Linked DNA regions of Sus scrofa: all the other regions are linked to region 1. A link is a contact called in public Hi-C and HiChIP or PLAC-seq data. All regions are on one chromosome and are shown on one strand. The core of a region is the stretch at or near the end of the contact, and the rest is flanking DNA. Distances in the headings are between cores, read along the strand shown.

Evidence for each region. Hi-C and Micro-C count contacts between places; a contact is called where the count stands out from the background. HiChIP or PLAC-seq counts read pairs in DNA pulled down with a chosen protein or histone mark.
Region 2: a contact with region 1 is called in an H3K27ac HiChIP or PLAC-seq map of alveolar macrophages. The contact joins the promoter of HSP70.2 here to the promoter of NFKBIL1 in region 1. A contact is called at or near these places in 2 of 5 promoter capture datasets (fetal liver and liver) and 1 of 2 datasets of contacts at active chromatin or transcription factors (alveolar macrophages).
Region 3: a contact with region 1 is called in a Hi-C map of retroperitoneal adipose tissue, with 2.0 times the contacts expected there. The contact joins the promoter of VARS here to the promoter of NFKBIL1 in region 1. A contact is called at or near these places in 3 of 5 promoter capture datasets (fetal liver, fetal skeletal muscle and liver), 11 of 47 Hi-C or Micro-C datasets (alveolar macrophages, embryonic fibroblasts, epiblast stem cells and 6 more) and 2 of 2 datasets of contacts at active chromatin or transcription factors (alveolar macrophages and skeletal muscle).
Region 4: a contact with region 1 is called in a Hi-C map of liver, with 5 times the contacts expected there. The contact joins the promoter of MSH5 here to the promoter of NFKBIL1 in region 1. A contact is called at or near these places in 2 of 5 promoter capture datasets (fetal liver and liver), 2 of 47 Hi-C or Micro-C datasets (fetal liver and liver) and 1 of 2 datasets of contacts at active chromatin or transcription factors (alveolar macrophages).

Annotation. Positions count from the first base shown.
Region 1 is chr7:23,671,184-23,674,798 of Sscrofa11.1, forward strand. It overlaps NFKBIL1 (NF-kappa-B inhibitor-like protein 1), which reads left to right and starts at 1,819. Exons shown (of 5, transcript XM_021098451.1): 1 at 1,819-1,899; 2 at 2,001-2,148; 3 at 3,354-3,615. The coding sequence starts at 3,366. It overlaps ATP6V1G2 (ATPase H+ transporting V1 subunit G2), which reads right to left and starts at 1,858. Exons shown (of 3, transcript NM_001145380.1): 1 at 1,777-1,858; 2 at 1,405-1,505; 3 at 726-899. The coding sequence starts at 1,858. The coding sequence ends at 726.
Region 2 is chr7:23,924,215-23,927,829 of Sscrofa11.1, forward strand. It overlaps HSP70.2 (heat shock protein 70.2), which reads left to right and starts at 1,715. Exons shown (of 1, transcript NM_213766.1): 1 at 1,715-3,615. The coding sequence starts at 1,715. It also overlaps a transcript of HSPA1L not described here.
Region 3 is chr7:23,897,701-23,901,315 of Sscrofa11.1, forward strand. VARS (valyl-tRNA synthetase) reads right to left here and starts at 1,565. Exons shown (of 33, transcript NM_001195378.1): 1 at 980-1,565. The coding sequence starts at 1,366. LSM2 (LSM2 homolog, U6 small nuclear RNA and mRNA degradation associated) reads right to left here. Exons shown (of 5, transcript NM_001123136.1): 3 at 3,457-3,487; 4 at 3,280-3,339; 5 at 2,685-3,165. The coding sequence ends at 3,040.
Region 4 is chr7:23,851,278-23,854,892 of Sscrofa11.1, forward strand. It overlaps MSH5 (mutS homolog 5), which reads left to right and starts at 2,074. Exons shown (of 24, transcript NM_001195358.1): 1 at 2,074-2,264; 2 at 2,650-2,773; 3 at 3,151-3,231. The coding sequence starts at 2,115.

The sequences.
Region 1 (3,615 bases), core at 569-3,068:
ATGCAAACAACTTCCTGGCACTTCCGTAGAGAGGCTAAATCAGATCATTATTTCATCTTTTCAAGGATTATAAGGTCTCTGGGAAAAGAGGTGGGAAGAACCAATTCCTCATGGAATCACTAGGGTCACAGAATAAATGAGTAGAATTAGAAAACCACAGACAGAAATGAGGAAACAGCTGTGTTTAGGTTTTGGCAGGTGGGCAGGGGATGGTAATTATATCACAAGGTTGCCAGTCATTGAATCGCAGCTACTACATGCTAGAAACCATGCCAGGTTCTTTACAGAATGGTTCCTAACCATTGCAGCAACCCTGCAAGGTAGGCCTTATTACTGTTATTCCAGTATTGCAAATGACACTGGAGCTGGAGTTTAAGGTGCATGTTCTGGTTGCCCAGCTGGCAGGTGGCAGGGTTGGGAGAGGGATCCAAGCCTACCAGGCTCTGAAGTCAGAGTGGTTTCCACATCCCTACTTCTTCTGTCACAAAGGGGTTGGGTGAGGGTGACTTGGGATTTACAGGTTCCCAGTGAAGGATTAAGAACATGGAGATTCAGGTCTGAGCAGGATATTTATAGATTTCACAGGAGAATTATTGGATTTGCTTCCAGAATTTCTATGGAATGAGAAGGTGAAAAGGATCATGGTGGGAGGTGATTCTTGAGGATTTCTTTGAAGGGGGGAACTGGAAGGAGGAGTCGGGCCCTCCAGGGACCTGGTGTGGGTTCTAGGCAGCAATCCGGTAGTTGGGGTGGACCTGGGGCCTGACGTCGCAGACCATGCCAAGAAGCTGGGCCAGGACACGTTCCCGATTTCTTTGCTGGGAGCTCTGCATGCCCTGTACCTGGCGTCTTGTAGCCTGCTCCACCTCAGCGGACAGGTTCCCCTGGGAGCCCATGGCCTGGGGGAGGTGGGGGAGAGAAAGGAAAAAGCAGAAACAGAGAAAGAAGGCATCCAGGCACATGGAGGGAAGGATCCTGGAGCAAGGCCAGGAAGAAAGGCCCTCTCCAAAACCACTGCCATCCACAGAAATATCCAGACATCAAAGAGAGCCACGTAATGCCCTCTCCTCTAAGACCTGACAGGCAGCATCATCCTACAACAGACCATACAATCCCCACCGCCTCACCACATGCGCCCATAAAACTCTGCCCTCCACCCCAAATGTCATACTCTGCATGGACTGTGACATCCCCCTACCTCCACAAGCTATACAAGTCCTTTAAAGCTCCCAGACTCTCTTACGTATTGCAAAGCTCCATCAGCAATGTGGTCCTCGCCAGAGTCCCCTTCAGCGAGGGGACCCCTCCACCTTTTTTTCTTGTGGAATCACCCTGTATACACCTCACCAGATAGACCTATCAAGTTGCATCCCAGGGTCCCATCCCAGCTCCCCCATGACTTACTGCTTGCTGCTTGCTCTGGAATTCCTGCTCTCTCTCTCTGCGGTATTGCTCCACTTCCATCTGTGCCTCTTCCTTTGCCTGCTTCAGGCGCCGCGCCTTCCCTGGTAACAGAAGAAAGGACAGAAAGTGGAGGTAGACCCTCCCCACCACCACTAAATCTGAGAGTATGGGTCACTCCCTTCGGAAAAGTTATTCTGCCTTCTCTCAGTCAGCTAGATGCTAGATTCTGACACCCATTTCTTCCTTCCTAATAAGCCACCCCAGCTCCTTCCTCCCCACCAGCCTTGGGTTATCCGAAGGACTCAAATGTTTGCTGTATCCCTACCCCCAGTTTTCTCTCTGGACTCCTAAGGGAGAAATGAAGAGACTCACTCTTTCTGGCATCTGCCACCTTCTCAGCGGCCCGCTTCTCAGCTTGCAGGAGCTGCTGGATGCCCTGGGATTGACTGGCCATTTCTGTCGTTTATGACCGATGCTGTTTCGGATGCTATCAAGGTACCAGACGGCTCTCCCCCACACTGCCTACTTCTCCTCCCCCAGCTGTTTGCTGCAGCCTTCCACTACCCCTGGGTCTTAGTGCTCCTCTTTTCTTTCAGCCTTCTGCACCGGGTGTGCCCCCCAAATTGATCCTCCGATTGATGATGACTGCTCCTTTTCGCTCACCTCTTCCTCTGGCAGTACCCAAAATTACCGCCTGGGGGCAGCAGAGACCAGGCCCAAAGCTCCCCACAACCGTCGTCGCAGGTGCAGGGTTTTCCCACTTGGAAGGGCTAGGAATGCGGGCAGGGGTCAGGAGGAGAGAAATATCTGGGAGAGAAGGAGACATAGAAGGATTGAGAATGGGGTGAGGAGGTAAATCAATCATCCTGGGTGGTGTGTTGGGCATAGAGTATGCTGGGCTTCTCTAAATTCCAACTTGTCTTCCCCTTTTTTTCTCCCTCTCATTTCTATCTCCTTTTTCTACTTTCTCAATTCCAGATATCTCCATTCATCTCACTTGCTTTATTTTCTTGTGTCTTTTCCTGTGTTTTTCTCCTTTATGACCTGTCCCTTTCTCGGCCTTGCTGTGGTTTTGGTTTTGCATTTTCACCGTGATTTTTATCCTGTCTCCCCTGTTTTCTCTCCTCATCTTTTCGTCTATTACTGAATCATCTCTCTCCTTCCAGTTGGGGGAGGCGGGGTTCAACCTCCAGCTAGCCCTTGCCTCTGCTGCTTTTTCTGGCGTATCGTAGTCTTCCGGTTTCAGACGGACCCTTTATCTTAAGTTCCCTAGGTTCCCCCCCGGAGGCTAGAGCAAGGAAACACCTCCCGCCCCCCTCGGGGAGGAACGACATCCGGTAACGCGCTTCAGTTCATTTCCGCCCTTTACCGGCGTGTCCGCTTGCGCCATTTCCGTCAGCCTAGAGTGTCTCCGCCCTTCCCGCCTCCCTTCCTCGCAGCGTCTTAAACATAGGCCTCGGGCCTACTGCTCCGGGGGTACTTAGGGGGGCGGGGGGCAGGTCTGATGAGTAACCCCTCCCCCCAAGTCCCAGAGGGAGAAGCCTCTACATCTGTCTGCCGGGTACATTATATTCAATTTCTAGATCATTATTTGAAATTGTGACTTTTTAAAATTCAAATTTCTGTTGATAAAAATTTCCCTCATCAGTCTTTTATTATATAACAAAATCCTTTATTAAAAATTTATGTGGGCCAATGAGCCGCAAAGTAATCATTTATCCTTTTCTCATTAAAAAAATTAAATGTGACCCCAGCTCCCTCCTCAAAATTTTTCTTCAAACTTATCTGGTAAAGAGATGAGGATTAGGACTGGCCCTCATCTTTTGCTGAAGATACGAGGAGAAATGGGGAACGGAAGGGAGGAACAGAGAGAATGTCAAAGATGGAAGAGGGAGGGACCATCCAAGGCTGAGGTCCTGACTGCTGCCTTTTTTTTCCTTCTTTCTCAGCCCAAGAGTTCCATGGCCTCCACCTCCCGTCGCCAACGCCGAGAGCGTCGCTTCCGTCGTTATTTGTCTGCAGGACGGCTGGTCCGGGCCCAAGCCCTCCTCCAGCGACACCCGGGCCTTGATGTAGATGCTGGGCAGCCCCCACCACTGCACCGGGCCTGTGCCCGCCACGATGCCCCTGCCCTCTGCCTGCTTCTTCGGCTTGGGGCTGACCCTGCCCACCAGGACCGCCATGGGGACACGGCGCTACATGCTGCTGCCC
Region 2 (3,615 bases), core at 465-2,964, 250 kb after region 1:
AATTGCCTCTTCCTACATGTGATCTTGGATTTCTTGTACTAAAGACATTTGGGAACAGCAATGAGTCTCTTGGGGGGGGGGGCTGTGAACCCTATACTATTGCTTTAATGTCTCTCATATTTTCGTTTTAAGCGCCTTGCATTGTCCACAAAGGATGAAAATACAAAGGCCAAAATAAATTACCAAAAGTGCCTGCATTTAAAACAGGAGGGAAAGTAACACGCAGACAGTTGAAATCTAGGAGTAAAAAACAGTGTGGCTAAATTGAGTGCAGGGTAAATAACCTAAAGTTTTAGAGGAGCTAGAACCTGGGTCCAGAGAATTCCTCCTGCTTTAGAGCATCAGGCCCAACAGTTAGCTTAAAATGGGCCACGTGCCAACCAGATAAAACGTTTGAAGCTGTTAAAGAGAAAGGACCATTGCCCCCCCTCCCCCACAGGCTCACCACATCCATTTATTCAAAAGCAGTGGACAGTTTACCCCGTTCGCAAGCGACACAGTAGAAGTACGAACTACCTATCATCTGTGGCTGAACTACTAATTAAAGAAGACATCAAGAAGGTGAGGGGGGTGGGGGTCCCCGGACCACAGGCTGGGAAAAATGAGGAACTGGGAGAAGCCCAAAAGGCTTAAAGACAGCAGATTTTCTACGGAATTTTTTCCTCTTCTTCGAGCCCCAGTCCAGCCCCAGGCGAAAGGGAGCGGCTCTGGGCGGGGATAGGGGCGCGGTGGGTCCAGCCCCGCCTTTCCCTCCCCACGCCCTTGACCGAGCACGTCCCTTCTAAGGCGCTGGGAACCTTCTCCCATTTAAGAACCTTCTATTGGCCTGATTGCTTTCCTTTTGAAAACTGAAATTTCCCCATCCCCAGATATTCCATCAGTGTAAGGCTTACGATGACACCAAAAACCATACTGCAGGATCTCTTTTCTTGTCCTCATTTTAAAAACAAGATGGGAAAAACCCAGGGACGGTGAAGGCAGTTCTCAGGCAGCCCAGACAGGCAGTCCCGCCCCTCCGCTCCTTCCATCAGCATCAGGCTCCAATTAGGCTCTTTGACCCCCAGAAACTTGGGAACTTTGTTTTGGTTGTCCCCAAATCCTGTAGCCCTTAATCCTACTTTTAAACAGACAAACTAATTTGAGCCCTACATGCCTCTCACCGCCCCATTACAAGCGTAATGCTGATCCTTCCGGTCAATTTCCACCTACTCCAATGCCGGCTCCCAGGGAAGAGGAAGGAAAAAAAAACAACAAGGGTGCCAGTGCAAACAGCGAACCTCCACAGCATCTCTTCCCCCCTCCCTTGAGGACTCCGGTTTCCTCCCGCGAATCCCAGAAGAGTCTGGAGAGTTCTGGGAGGGGCGGCAGCCAGGGCGCTGATTGGCCCCAGAAAGCCAGGGGGCAGGACGCGAGGCGAAACCTCTGGAATATTCCCGACCTGGCAGCCCCGCCGAGCTCGGGGATTGGCTGAGGAGGGAAAAGGCGGGGCTTGAGGAAAAAAATATAAACACAGAGCCGCCCCCAGGGAAACAGCGAGCCCGGGAAGAGCTGCTAAGACTTCCTCTGCGGTCTGTGAGCGCAGCCTTGGCAGATCCGTTGCCTCCGAGGACCACCGCGGGCAGAAGCGGCGCGTTCGGTTTCCGGTTTCAGAGCTCTCGTCTGGGATCCCGGTTTCGAGTCTAGAGGCTGTTTGCGGAGAGAGCAGGCCAGCGACATGGCGAAGAGCGTGGCCATCGGCATCGACCTGGGCACCACGTACTCGTGCGTGGGGGTGTTCCAGCACGGCAAGGTGGAGATCATCGCCAACGACCAGGGCAACCGCACCACCCCCAGCTACGTGGCCTTCACGGACACCGAGCGGCTGATCGGCGATGCGGCCAAGAACCAGGTGGCGCTGAACCCGCAGAACACGGTGTTTGACGCGAAGCGGCTGATCGGGCGCAAGTTCGGCGACCCGGTGGTGCAGGCGGACATGAAGCACTGGCCCTTCCGGGTGATCAACGACGGGGACAAGCCCAAGGTGCAGGTGAGCTACAAGGGCGAGACCAAGGCGTTCTACCCGGAGGAGATCTCGTCGATGGTGCTGACCAAGATGAAGGAGATCGCCGAGGCGTACCTGGGCCACCCGGTGAGCAACGCGGTGATCACGGTGCCGGCCTACTTCAACGACTCGCAGCGGCAGGCCACCAAGGATGCGGGGGTGATCGCGGGGCTGAACGTGCTGCGGATCATCAACGAGCCCACGGCGGCGGCCATCGCCTACGGCCTGGACAGGACGGGCAAGGGGGAGCGCAACGTGCTGATCTTCGACCTGGGCGGGGGCACGTTCGACGTGTCCATCCTGACGATCGACGACGGCATCTTCGAGGTGAAGGCCACGGCGGGGGACACGCACCTGGGCGGCGAGGACTTCGACAACAGGCTGGTGAACCACTTCGTGGAGGAGTTCAAGAGGAAGCACAAGAAGGACATCAGCCAGAACAAGCGGGCGGTGAGGCGGCTGCGCACGGCCTGCGAGCGGGCCAAGAGGACCCTGTCGTCCAGCACGCAGGCCAGCCTGGAGATCGACTCCCTGTTCGAGGGCATCGACTTCTACACGTCCATCACCCGGGCGCGCTTCGAGGAGCTGTGCTCGGACCTGTTCCGCAGCACCCTGGAGCCGGTGGAGAAGGCTCTGCGCGACGCGAAGCTGGACAAGGCCCAGATCCACGACCTGGTGCTGGTGGGGGGCTCGACGCGCATCCCCAAGGTGCAGAAGCTGCTGCAGGACTTCTTCAACGGGCGCGACCTCAACAAGAGCATCAACCCGGACGAGGCGGTGGCGTATGGGGCGGCGGTGCAGGCGGCCATCCTGATGGGCGACAAGTCGGAGAACGTGCAGGACCTGCTGCTGCTGGACGTGGCCCCGCTGTCGCTGGGGCTGGAGACGGCCGGCGGCGTGATGACGGCGCTGATCAAGCGCAACTCCACCATCCCCACCAAGCAGACGCAGATCTTCACCACGTACTCGGACAACCAGCCGGGCGTGCTGATCCAGGTGTACGAGGGCGAGAGGGCCATGACGCGGGACAACAACCTGCTGGGGCGCTTCGAGCTGAGCGGCATCCCGCCGGCCCCGCGGGGGGTGCCCCAGATCGAGGTGACCTTCGACATCGACGCCAACGGCATCCTGAACGTCACGGCGACGGACAAGAGCACGGGCAAGGCCAACAAGATCACCATCACCAACGACAAGGGCCGGCTGAGCAAGGAGGAGATCGAGCGCATGGTGCAGGAGGCGGAGAAGTACAAAGCGGAGGACGAGATCCAGCGCGAGAGGGTGTCGGCCAAGAACGCGCTGGAGTCGTACGCCTTCAACATGAAGAGCGCCGTGGAGGATGAGGGGCTCAAGGGCAAGATCAGCGAGGCGGACAAGAAGAAGGTGCTGGACAAGTGTCAGGAGGTGATTTCCTGGCTGGACGCCAACACGCTGGCCGAGAAGGACGAGTTTGAGCACAAGAGGAAGGAGCTGGAGCAGGTGTGTAACCCCATCATCAGCGGACTGTACCAGGGGGCGGGTGGCCCCGGGGCTGGCGGCTTTGGGGCTCAGGCCCCCAAAGGGGGCTCTGGGTCTGG
Region 3 (3,615 bases), core at 315-2,814, 230 kb after region 1:
GCTATGAAGAGAAATAAATTAGGTTGAAGGGGACAGAGAATTCCAGAGAAGGGGCTTCTATTCAGACAGGGAAGTCAGGATGTGAGAGAGCAAGCCAGGATCTAAGTCATTCCAGTCATTTCATTCATTCAGTCAAAAAGTACTAAGTATCGGAGTTCCCGTTGTGGCGCAGTGGTTAACGAATCTGACTAGGATCCATGAGGTTGCGGGTTCGATCCCTGGCCTTGCTCAGTGGGTTAAGGATCCGGTGTTGCCGTGAGCTGTGGTGTAGGTTGCAGATGCAGCTCAGATCCGGAGTTGCTGTGGCTGTGGTGTAAGCTGGTGGCTACAGCTCCGATTCGACCCCTAGCCTGGGAACCTCCATATGCTGCAGGAGAGGCCCTAGAAAAGGCAAAAAGACAAAAGAAAACAAAAACAAAAAAATCCAAAAAGTACTAAATATTGAACCTGTGCTCAACATTCTGTGAGGAGATGGTGTTATAAGGACGGTAAGGCACAGACCCACTCTGAAAAGACTTCCGGCTGTAATCTTGTGTGATTTGCTCTCTTTTCCCCTACTTTCCCTCCTCTTCATTGCATTTCTCCCCAGCCAACTGTCATCAGTCCAGGCCTGGTGCCTCTGCACCAGTCTCCTGGTGTTCTACTTCTTTCCCTGGCCCTAGTCTTTTCCTACAATTCAGTAACGTCTAACCTTATCAGTTTCAGATCCATCGAGCCCTCCCTCACTCAGAAACGGCAGAGCATCTGGCATCAGATTATGTGCTCTGACACATCTTTTAATCTTCTCAACATGTCCTCAATTTTCGTTTCCATAGGCATAGGAAGACCAAGGCTCCCGGAGGTCAAGAAAGCTGCCCACGTCTGCCACACCAGATGGCAAGTAGGGGTGACCAGTCTTTTTCTGACATAGTATCTTTCTGGCTCACTGCCCTCTTCGAAATTCCCTCCTGCCCCTCTCCCCCGCTCAGCTTCTTCTCACCTGGGGGTCCTGGGCAGAGCTTCGGAGTCCCAAAGCTGGCAGCGTTGCCCCACAGGCAGCTGGTATTAGCTCCGTGTCTGCGTAACTGACCCACTGCTGGACAAGGACAGCGGCCCGACTACCTCCAGGGCCCCCCAGGCCTGCTGGCCACAGCAGCTGGGCCACGGCCGTGGCTCCCCACACCCAGAGCCCACCGGGCCCCTGCTCCAGGGCGGGCAGGCGGGGTGGGGGAAAGGGAGTCCTGCTGGCCGGGGGCGGCTGAAGACAGACGCGGGGGTGGGCTCCTCCCCATCCTGGACCCTCCCCAGCCTCGCCGTAGCGGGCAGCTATGAGGGCTCGGAGGCTGGGGAAGGCATCGGGGTGAGGAGAGACGTAGAGGATGGACATGGTTGTGCAGGAAGTCCGAACGAGGTGGAAAAACCCTAAGAGAAAAGGGGACAGAGTAAGACCGAGGGACCCGGGGGCTCCTGAGTAGCTCCCCTACCTCAGGCTCCCGAGGCCCCCAGAACTGAGGATCTGATGGGGCCTCAAGATCCGAGGACCCTGCTCTCGGAGTGGCAATGACAGTGGGTAACTCCCCAAGCCCGCGAGCCCTACGGGCGTGGGGAGGCTCGAAAGAGCCTCTCCGCGGCCAGTAGGACGCGGGTTCAGGCCACATGTACCTACTGGAGGGAGATGGTCACACAGAGCCGGGCATCCACCTCATAGCCGGGCGCCGGCCGAAGTTAGACGGGCCTGGCAACCGGGGCTGAGGCGTCCGGCGGGCGGGGATGGTGGGCGGTCCTCCCGGTGACCCTAGATCCCTGCGACAGCCGCCCGGGCAATCTGCGCCCACGTGTTCCCCCCTTTGTGACTACGAGCGTTTCCGGGCCCCGGGGTCCTGGCACGGGCGCCCGTGCCCCGCCTGCGTGTGCCGGCGCTGCCTGGCCGATCTTGGCCCAGGGGTGCGCCGCCCGCCGCAGACTGCGCTCCCGAGGAACCGTGCGGGCCGCGGGCACGGGAGACGGGGTCGGGGAGGACGCGCCGGGAACCGCACTCCCGTCAGGCGCCGCCGCGGGCACCCCGTACGGGTCCTCGGGCGGGGCGGGGTGGGGCGGGGGGGGCGGGGCGGGGCGGGGCGGGAGGGCGGTGCCAGCGGGCCTTCACGCGGCGGCGGCGGAGGGCGGCTCCTGACGCCAACGTGGGTAGGGGTCCGTTTGGCCGAGGTCCTGGTGTCCAGCTTCTCCTTGAGCCTCATTTCCTTCTACGTGGGAGGAGGGAGTCGAATTGGATGGCTTCTAACGGCCCTTCGTCCTGAGAACCCTCATCTGGGGCGGGAACTCTTACTTGCTAAATGAGTTTAGAGTTAATTCCCAGTCACAACTCTCCACAATGAAAGTTGTCACTTGTATTTATATGCAATAGATATTGGGGAAGCACTAGATCCAGCATCAAACGCATTTAGGTGTCTCATTAGCTTCCACCTTAATACAAGGACAGCAAACATTCGCAGGTACAGTATTAGGAAAAGGCTATGGTAGGTAGGCTGCATAGGTAGGGGGCATGCAGTCCAACTGAGGTACGGTTTGTATCAGGAAGAGTGGTAGCCAATACGGACAGGACGGGTTGGGGCCTTGGCTTGGGTAATGAGAGTAACAGGGCTGGGTGAATTCAGCATCCCTTTCCCACTCTCTAGCCCCCTTCCCAAAACACAGAACCAGAACTCGAATTTGCATCATAAATTTTATTCCCGATGCGGGACAGATTCCTTCCATCCCCAGAATGAATCACATGCTACCCTAGAAAGACCTGGGAGATTCTCCCACCTCCAGGGAAGAAGTGAGAAAGGCAGGTGCTGGGGATAGGGAAGGCTTCGCAGTTCCCGGGCTTCCTTTTCCTCCCCTTCTCAATACAGGAGAGTAGCTCTCCATTATTATTACTCTCATCCACTCATCCCTTAAAAAAAACACAAAAACTTTGCTGTGAAAAAAACAACACCTCAAGTATGGGAGGGAGGCATCCTGAGCTGGGACATGAGGCTCAGAATCACCGATGGAAGGAGGGAAAGGGAGGAGCAGCCATCACTGCTTCTGTTGCAGGGCCTCCTTCCTTGCTGCGTCCTGTAGCAACTGTGTGTCAACCTCATCTGCTGGCAACTGCACATAGCGAACCACTGAGCCTCGGATGAAGCAGTTCTTCACTGATAACTGGACAAAGATACACAAATGTAAAAAAAAAACACGCTTCAAAAATGTCCTCTATCCACCCAGGGACCTCCTGCTTTGAGAGGTGTTTCCTCATCTCTACCATCTACAACTCACCATGTGAGGGTATTTCTCAGGGTCTGTGACACTGATGTCAGTTAGTTTGATGTTGAGATACTAAGAAAAGAAGATGAACACCATCATTAGAACCAGAGACAAGATGCAAGTTCCCAGCCCTTAAGCTCTCCCCTCTCCTTCCCCAAGACCCTATCAGGGCCCTTGTTACAGTCTTACCTGATCCACAGAATGGAGGGTTCCACAGATGCTGTCAGAGGTAGAGAAAAGAAAAACCAAAATAGTTTATACCTAAGTCAACACTGAGGTGATTTTAGAGCAAGGATAAGAACATGGTTGCGGGAAGTAAAGGACTTGAAGAAACCAAAAAAGGTAGAA
Region 4 (3,615 bases), core at 824-3,323, 180 kb after region 1:
GGTAACCATTAACCTAGCCCTGAACTCCTCCACTTTCTCACTAAAGGGGATTTTCCAATCATTGGTTAACTGAGCCAGGTTACCCCACCATTTTCCCTAAGCTCTTGGGTGGGACCTCTGCATTCAGAGTACCTGGAACAAAGCTGGGAGGAAGACGTTTTTTTTTTTTTTTGTCTTTTTGCCATTTCTTGGGCTGCTCCCTCAGCATATGGAGGTTCCCAGGCTAGGGGTCTAATCGGAGCTGTAGCTGCCAGCTTAGCCAGAGCCACAGCAACACGGGATCCAAGTCGCGTCTGCAACCTACACCACAGCTCACGGCAACGCCAGATCCTTAACCCACTGAGCAAGGCCAGGGATCAAACCTTCAACCTCATGGTTCCTAGTTGGATTCGTTAACCACTGCACCACGACGGGAACTCCAGGAAGATGTATTTTAAGGATGTTTTTAAAAGTATGTGATTGGAGTTCCCATCCTGGCGCAGTGGTTAACAAATCCCACTAGGAACCATGAGGTTGTGGGTTTGATCCCTGGCCTTGCTCAGTGGGTTAAGGATCTGGCGTTGCCGTGAGCTGTGGTGTAGGTTGCAGATGCGGCTTGGATCCCGTGTTGATGTGGCTCTGGCGTAGGCTGGTGGCTACAGCTCTGATTAGACCCCTAGCCTGGGAGCCTCCGTATGCCGCAGGAGCGGTCCTAGAAAAGGCAAAAAGACAAAAAAAAAAAAAAAAAAAAAGTATGTGATTGTTTATTTCTATCTCCCTTACCATCTCCTTCTTCTCCTCCCCTCACACACACAGACTCAAAAATCAGGCTTATGGAATAAGGACTTAATTATAATCCCTGCTTCCAGTCCACGGACCTGGCCCAGAATGAATGACACCCTTCTGTCCTTAGGGGTGTGTGTGAGTGTGTGTGTAGGGGTAGGGGCATGTCCCAGTAGAGGTGTAGGTATTCTTATCAGGTCTAGCGCTCTCTGCCAGAAGTTGGTGTAATTCGAATGGTTCTATCTTCTCCTGGGGCGCCGAAATTATTAATTAGGCCCTGTGACCCCTGTGGGAGGAATCATACTCAGCACCCAGGCAAATGTGGGCTGAGATAGGAGCCTCGTTTCTTATGTTTACGTATTTATTTAAAATTCTCAAATGGCTCTTAATATGTTTGCCAGACACTGTTCTAAGCTCTTTATACCTATTAACTTGGAATTGTTGGCACAGGTTGAATTACTATTGCTTATCTCCACTCTTCAGAGAAAAAAAAAAAAAATCAAAAAGCCGCGTCTCTGTTCCTTTAAGGTCGGCCTCTTCTCCAGATTCTCCTATAAGGTTCCGGGGGCGGGGGGGGGGGGGCTAAATTCAAGCTCTGCTTTGGATCTTCTCACAGGCTCCACCCCGCGTCAATCACAGCCCAGCAATCTGACTGCCAGAGGCCTGGGTGCTAGGCAACTGCAGAGGGCGGGAAGTTTGAACGTTCTGGTCCTGCCCTATATGCGAATAAGCCAATCATCGTCCAGTCTTTTCTGCGGGCCTCTGCTCCTTTTCATTCTGTTGGATGTCTATGCAGGATCCGGGTCTCTTCAACCAATAGTGTCTAGGAAGGCGGGGCATGTGCGCGCGCACCCCGCCGTCGCGCCGACGGCACACCCCTACCTCCTGCTCGCGGCTGTTAGTGACGCGGTCTTGCACACGTCGCAACCCAGGTGACTGAAAACGCGGGAAAATACCGCCAGTTGTCCGCGTCTGAGTGGGGTAGTCTAGAGCTTGAGGCTGTGATTTCTGGGGCCTGGTTGGCTGGGGAGAAGAGAGGAGGTGTGCACAGTTCGCCCCTTGGGGCTCTCAGGCTGTTTGCCAAGTACAGCCTCTGCGTGACAGAAATGGGGGGGGGTGGAGTTTCCCACAGCCTGTACTTTAGTGAAATACCCGAGAAATCGCTCCTCCAAATGCCTTGCACTTGTGACCACATCTCTCGCAGGCCCTCGCAGCCCTGCCCCCTCGGCCTTCTCCCATTAATCCTCAGTAGATTCGTATTTCTGCACACACCCCCCACCCTCTCCTTCTCGCGGGAGAGATCTCGCTCCTGAACCGCCTTCATTTTCTGCATCCACAGAGCCTCCACGGCCATGGCTTCCGTAGGAGCGACCTCAGGCAGGACGCCGCAGGAGCCGGGACCCGGGGAGGCCCCGACCAGCCTCCCCAGCCTGGCCCCAGTGCCCGGCTTCGGGGAGGGGGAGGAGGAGGAAGAGGAGGAACCCGCGGAGGTCGGGGCTGGGGTGATGTGGGGGGCGGGAGAGCAGGAGCTGGAAATTGGAGAGGGGGAGTTAATTGGAACGTCTGATTGTTAGAAGGTAAAGCGGCTGGGAAGAGCTGTGCTAGTTACTTGCCTCCACTGAGTGTCGGTTTCACATTTACTGAATGGTGATGTTGATGCCTATCTCAGAGGGGTTCTTTTTTTTTGTTTATTTTGGGGAGTTCCCGGACCAAGGAGCCAACCCGAACTACTGCAGCCACCCAAGCCACTGCTGTGACAAAGCTGCCCGATCCTTAACCCACTGAGCTACGAAAAAACCCCTATCTCAGAGTTGATAAGATGATTAAAATTAAATGAGGCATGGCCCAACCCTGGTTCAAATTTTAGTTTCCTTCCTTGCTGGACAGATTCATCTGTGTGTGCTGTGGAATTCAGGACACCTGGGCATTGCCTACTATGACACTGGTGACTCCACCATCCACTTCATGCCAGATGCCCCAGACCATGAGAGCCTCAAGCTGCTGCAGAGAGGTGAGGACAGAGCTATGCATTCCTCTTCTATGGGGCTGGAAGTGTATTTCACACATATGTCCTTAGCTGACTCAATCTATTTTATTAATTGACTCCTAGAGGCTCCCTTTGTTGTTTTTAGTAATTGACGCCAAGAGACTCCCTTTGTTGTTTTTAGGAATTCAGCTTATTATCCGCAAGTGTACCAGGTGCTGGAGATTTAATCTCATGCCTGACTCCTCCTATCTATGCTCCCAATGTGGGGGCACTCCCTACTCTTAGAGGGAGGAAATAAATTGTATGGGGTGAAGGGAGATAGCAAGGGGAAGACTACAGATTTCCTTTTGGGCAAAAGATAAAAATCTTTGAACTCGTTTGTTCTCCATTCTCCTTTCAAGTTCTGGATGAAATCAATCCCCTGTCTGTTGTTACCAGCGCCAAACAGGATGAGAATATGACCCGATTTCTGGGAAAGCTTGGTAAGGACTAAGTAAGCGAAAGGGGGAAAATGGGAAGGACTGAAGTATGGAATGTTCCAGGAGACTAAAGGGTCTTGGAGGAGTTACAGCCAGGTGACCAGAATTGAGTGAGAGGGAAGGTGGAACAGAGGCACAAGGACTTAGATGTACAGACTGATGGTCCTTTCTTTTCTTTTTTAAAAAATTTGTTTTTGTTTGTTTATTTATTTTTTTTTCAGCCACACTTACAGCATATGGAAGTTCCCAGGTCAGGGATTGAAACCTAGATGAATCTGCAACTACGCGGCTGTGTAGCCACAGCTGCGGCAATGAGGGATCCTTAACCCACTGCACCCGGCTGGGGGATTGAACCTGTGCCACCACAGAGACAATGCCAGATTATTA